Regions from separate parts of the Anser cygnoides genome. Here region 1 is linked to region 2. The links are chromatin contacts, called in public Hi-C maps. All regions are on one chromosome and are shown on one strand. Each heading gives the region's core, a stretch centred on a gene start, on an enhancer-like site or on the middle of the called end of the contact. The rest is flanking DNA. Distances are from core to core; before and after follow the strand shown. Region 1 holds the start of HAO1 (hydroxyacid oxidase 1). Region 2 overlaps PLCB1 (phospholipase C beta 1).

The links. Hi-C and Micro-C count contacts between places; a contact is called where the count stands out from the background.
Region 1: a Hi-C map of liver shows a contact between it and region 2, with 1.8 times the contacts expected there. The contact joins the promoter of HAO1 here to the enhancer-like site in region 2. A contact is called at or near these places in 2 of 7 Hi-C or Micro-C datasets (both in liver).

The regions. Positions count from the first base shown.
Region 1 is chr3:6,058,721-6,061,666 of Taihu_goose_T2T_genome, forward strand. HAO1 (hydroxyacid oxidase 1) reads left to right here and starts at 1,417. Exons shown (of 8, transcript XM_013182177.3): 1 at 1,417-2,946. The region is part of intron 4 of LOC106036652 (a long non-coding RNA gene); the gene reads right to left.
Region 2 is chr3:6,001,729-6,004,659 of Taihu_goose_T2T_genome, forward strand. All of the region lies in intron 3 of PLCB1 (phospholipase C beta 1), which reads right to left. Among named protein-coding and RNA genes, the nearest start is that of PLCB1, 29 kb to the right of the region's middle. Within about 2 kb of position 1,668, at least 2 of the 3 cell types and tissues checked have open chromatin away from gene starts, as enhancers often do. A contact at or near this core is called in liver, where this site is marked.

The sequences.
Region 1 (2,946 bases), core at 167-2,666, 57 kb after region 2:
TTCATACAACGAAGCCATTGTCTTTGGCTCAGTCTCATGCTGAAGTCAGATGGCTGAAGAAAAATACTTTCTGTTGATTCTTCTGACTTGGAGGGGTCAAAATCGATTGGTTCAGCTCTGATTGACGAGATACTCACTGAAAACACTTCACTTTAGCGTTCACAATTATAAAGGTGTGTTTTCTGACTTTATTTGCAGAACTTCAGGAATGTCCATGGGGAATTTGGAAGTTAAAACACAGCCATTTACCTATGTAAAAAGTTACTTGATAAAACAGCTTTCCACAGCACTCTTGAGAAACACTTAAGTAATCTCTGAGACATTGAAATATTTTAATTATATACTGGAGTTAACTTTTCCAGTTAATCTTTACTTCAGTTAACTCAAGTGAGAAAATCCCAGTTGACTCATTCCTCACCTGTGGAGTTTTTGCTGCTTCACAGGAGATAACTGATGTTTCTCTGATCCTGCAGTAGGAACATAGTGACTCAGGCTAAAATTCTATGTAGTTCTTTTCCTCTCTCTGGCAAATAACATATGTAAGGACAAGTGTGTAATGATATTTCTTAGAACACTTCTTTTTGGCTTCTGATTGAATCACTTTCTGAGCTGGAAGTTGTATGTCTGTAATTTGCAGCCCTCTGTGGGTTTTTCATCCTGAACTTCTGATATCCCTTTTTTAACTTAAGTGCAAAGAGGTTCCTTTGCAGAGCCTGGTACAGCTGAGGTTCACTTATGTGATGCTGTTTTCCACTGGCAATTCACTAGTGACCAGCTCAGGAAACAACTGAGAAACAGCTGATATGGGAGAGGGTGTTACTGGTACACTTCTTTTTTCCCCTCTGCCGTAATCACATCTGGACATTTCACAGAATCACAGAATCGTCTAGGTTGGAAGAGACCTCCAAGATCATCTAGTCCAACCTCAAATTTCAATTGCACATTGACTTTTGCCAGTGAGATTTGTCTTGGTTACCTGGGCAAACTCCTTGCTGTTAAATAAGATGCTATCCTTTTTGCACCAAGGTTAAAGTTAAGACAGCTGATGTCTCGTTAAGCAGACAGGATGTCCCTCATCCAGAGAGGGAGCAGCCAGATAGATTCATTAAAATAAGGATCCAATTACTTGGAAAGAAGCTGTGTCAGAGCTGGTCTGTGTCGCTGTCAGATGTGCTGGGGAGACATTTGCTGTGCCCTCCTAGGGATTACACTCATGCTACCAGTAAGAGGATACGCAATTGTAGTGTAGCTACAGATTAAACTTTTTTGCTTAGTTTTGTTTCCTTTGTGCTGATACTGGCAGTTTCCTCCATGCCTCAGCTCATAAACTGGCCAGTGGTGGTAAGGGTTGTCTGGAGTAGAAGCAGCTCTAGCTCCTGGTGGGCTTTCGAGGGCTGTAACTTCCGAGGGCGTGTTGCCTGGGCTGCAAGAAGAAGTCACTGTGCTTTGGCATGTTTGGCATTTTCTTGGGGGATCTATAAAGGGTTGCATGTGAGCAATTTAGTGATGGGGAGGGGAGGAGAACTTTTAGTACGAGTGGCAAAAAATGACCGGTAAAGACAGGCTGGTATCACGTGAATATGATAAATGAACATAAATGGAGAGTGAAAGGTTAATGTGGGAAGTGCTATGAAGAGCTTAACTCTTTTTTTTTTAAGTGCATATAGATGTAAAAGTAGGGGGAAAGATCAGCAATGAAACAGTGTAGTTACCTTCAGCAATTTTGTGCAAATTTCCAACATGTTGCATTCATTAATGTTGAATTCAGTTGCACACATTAAAATGTTTAGCTATCACACAATGCTTACTTCCTCATGCTAAAAACAGCCATTTATCCTAGAGCATATGTGATGCAAACTGAATAAATGTAAGCAGATATATCCCCTGTTTTGTGCTGGGAGCACAGAGAAATGTCAATGTAAGCCAGTTTGCATTTAAATTATATGCAATTATAAATACCCGATGGTGTAATTGTATATTGATAATCATTTCCAGTAATTTCTCCCATGAATATTCTGACCAGCTATAAAAATGAACACCCTAAGGGGCCCCATATGTTTTAAGCTAAGATGCCCTCATCTGGGAAAGCAGCTATTTCTAGCTGCAAATCTCTTCAGTGCCATCATTCTCTTAAGATGATTTCTGAAACTGACCTTACAGTTGGCACCATCCTTCCTGCTCCAGTCCCTGAAATACTCCTCCACAGATGCTTGACAATCTCCTTTGAATCTTAAGCACTCCTCTCACTCTTTGCAGAATATTGTGTTCCTAGTTGTTATTTATAAACCAACAGCAAGGATGATGGCTGTGGTTTTAACAGAGGTATATCTATATTTAACTCGATTTCTTCATCAATGCTGAAGAATTTAGATAACGCCAAGTAACTTAACATCCCAAATTTTTGGAGGAAGTAAGGCACGTATGTACTTCTGTTGCATTGCATTTCTTCATGTTTGTTCATCACGAGATTCCTCACAAATAACTGACAGTAAGCAAACAACAGGTTCTCTGGTTTGCTTGCACTGTAGACAGAAACAGAGGTGTGTGCTGGGCTTTGGTGACCACAGTGCATGCTGCTTTGTTCCTGTGCTTGTTGCAAAGCTCTGCCATGTTTTATACTGTGCTTTAGAGAGTATTTCCAAAAAAGGGACCAATTTCTGTATTCTCCCCCAAACCTGTTTTTTTATTCTTAAAAACAATTGTTAATAATTCAAGTGTGCAGGAGGAAAACTGAGTTTTATATACACATGATATAACTGCAAGTTTTCCCTATCAAACAAATACTGTATACCTGTTCCAAACAAAGTATATATGTGGTATTTGTTAAATCCTAAATGAAAATTAAATCAAGAAATCTTAATGTTGTATTTTGGATGAGTATCATCTCTAGTAAGCTAATTTTATTTGAAGCTGGTGACTGCACATGACTTGATAACATTCTAAGAA
Region 2 (2,931 bases), core at 418-2,917:
AGAACAGAGACAAAGTTACAAGGAACCTTTTAAGCTACAAGAACACTAGCCCTACACCAAACTACCATCAGTCAGTAAAGCATTTAATAATTCTATTTATACTCTTCAAACACCCTGTTTTCCTGTTCACCATCATGTTGTATCACCTTTATCACAGGACATGATTAGCTAATGAGCATCCCCTGGCTGCTGTAGTAGCCAGGACATTCCCAACCCAGCCTGAAAGGTACACAAACACGTTGATGACCACACTTCCAGCTGGAATTTATGACTGCTCTGTTAGAGATAATTTTTGTCAGTATTTTAAATACTGGCAAGTGGCAGAATTTAAGAGGAGAACAGAGCAAAGCTGGAGTTTATTCTATTTCCACTGTGGAACTAAGGAACAGAAAAGCAAACTGCATAGCTAAGAGCAAAGACCATCATACTACAAATACATCCAAGTAGAAGAATAGCACAGAGTTCTGCCCTGTTATGACCGATTCAGACTGAGTCCATGAAAAGGAAGGTCACAGGAGTCATCCTCATCTTCCACTCCCATACTTCCATGCACATTACCTGACTTGGAAACATTGACCTGAAAATACGAGGACAGCAAAAAGCAGCTTGTCTGTTCACTGTCCAGTTAGCAGAAACAGGATGGAGATGAAACTGAGCATCTCCACATCCCTCTGCACACTAGTCCTCACGTTTGAGTTTATTACTGTAACAGCTGCTACAGGCTGAGACTGAAGATGTTACACCCTAACAGCAGAAAGTAGTTGATTTAGGCATATCCATCCCAGCCCCTTCCTAAATTACAGCTGTACTGGTGTGACTTGCAAGCTGCCCTCCATTTGTCTGCAGCTCAAACCTTTGCCTGAGTTGTCAGTGCATCTGGCAGAGGAAGCAGCCCTCCAGGCTGAATCCTATGCTCAGAAAATAGGAAGAGCATTCATCCTGTTAGCGTCATGCTAACTGCCCACCGCACAGAACACCTTCTGCAGACAGGAGCACCACCTTTCCCACCTTCTTCTGGCAATGAGTTGCACCCTGAGGAGGGCACTGCTGCTTGCCAGGAAGGCAATTAATCCTTCATGACTATTCAGTCCTTGGCCTCTGAGGATTCCCCACTGTCAGGCAATGCCAGCTGCGCAGCTCTGAGATATGCCACATGCCAGCAGAGAGAAAAGACTTAATTCCCACCATTTTCAGGAAAGAGTATCAAATACTTCATTTGCTTACAGCTTGATTCTCAGCTCAAACCAGTTCCAAGAGAAGTCTAACCCTGTTAGTAGCTCTGAGTCACTCAGATGACTCTGAACCCTGCACCAGAGCTGTTTATAAAACCCAGCTTTATTAGCATGCATCTGGTGAGAACTTGGCAGACGAGACTGCCCAATGGCAAAAAATATATATATCTATTTAATCCTTGGAATGTTTGCAGGCTCCAGAAAGCCGACCAAATGAGGGCTCAGGTGCTTTTCCCAAATATGAATTTGTTGTTGGTTTCCAGCTGGTTAAGGACTGTATCTAATTGCTAATGAAGTTGATAAAAACATTCAATGGTATTAATGGGAGATGATTCAGGCTCCAAATCAGTTAAACCATTTTAAATATTTAATAAACACCTTAAAACTGAGCTGCTATCTTAAAACTTAATAAGAAAAGGCTGATTAACATGATTTTTTTGCAGATTGTTTAGCTGCAGAGGAGGCCAAGTTTTTATAGTAGAAAAAAAGCACTTTCCTTACTATGAGATCAACTTTGCTGTGATAACTGTTTTTAGTTGTGTTATGCCAGGTTTGCAGGAGATCAGAATATCTGGGTATCTTGTAGTACTCCAAGCTGATCTCAGTGCAATAATGTACAAGGCTCTTCCTTAACTACAGACCATTATTATATAGGACGTTATTAGTAGCACATTAAAGTTACTACATTTTAAAATCCAGCATGTTGAGACCTTTAAACTCTTGGAGCCGAGACTGTCTGTCCTGTGTTTGCACAGTGCATAGCAGAGTGCAATTCCAATACACAAATAGGGCTCATAGGTAGTCCAGTAACACAAACAAATTTAGTTTTGTTTCAAATGTCTTCATGTCACAAAACAGACGCTTCTTCTTTCATGTGCAAAGGGTTGTAACATACTTTTGACTAAGCAAGTGTGAAAGACAGATCTTACAAACCATGTGACAGATTTATTTATAAAATAGTGTACTTTCAGATGTACTGCCTGAGAACACGCTTGTCAAACAACTGCGTAGTCTGCAAACACACAATAGCCTTAATATGGCAGGAAGTGTAAATAAAATGCACACAGACTCCTGTACCCTTGCTGACTCCAAGTACCTTACTCCAGCACAGTCCCACTGAAATCAGCTGTTCTGCACAGAGCAGAAGGGTTTCACCAGCTGGTCGTTAAATGTGCTAATTCCCATAGCACAGCATAAGCCATCTTAATCCACTTGCCCTGCTCATACCCACTGGTATCAGTTATGAGTCACTGCCATTCTGAACTCCACTCTGACTTGCTTAATTATGACAATCCCCAAAGGAAATGGGATTGTTATCTTGGAAGCCAACATGCTTCCCAGGCTGTGTGAGCTGCCAGCATTGTCTGGGACCCATGTAGATCTCTCACCAGTGATGAAGGTCCTAGTAACAATATTTCAGTTAAAATTTGGTTTTGATATCTTTTTCAAAATGTCTGAAAATATGCATGGTCTGAAAAGATTGCTAATGTCCTCTAAAAGAAATTAGCAAGAGAAGAATCCTACTCACACCACAGAAACAGCACAAGACTTCTTTCCCCCTATAAAATCATAGAATCACAGAAGGGTTTGGGTTGGAAGGGGCCTTAAAGACCAGCAAACCCCCTGCAGAGATACCACCCACAAAATGTTTTTTTCTTCTAATAAACAGCTTATTTAGTACTATAACAGAAAATTCAAT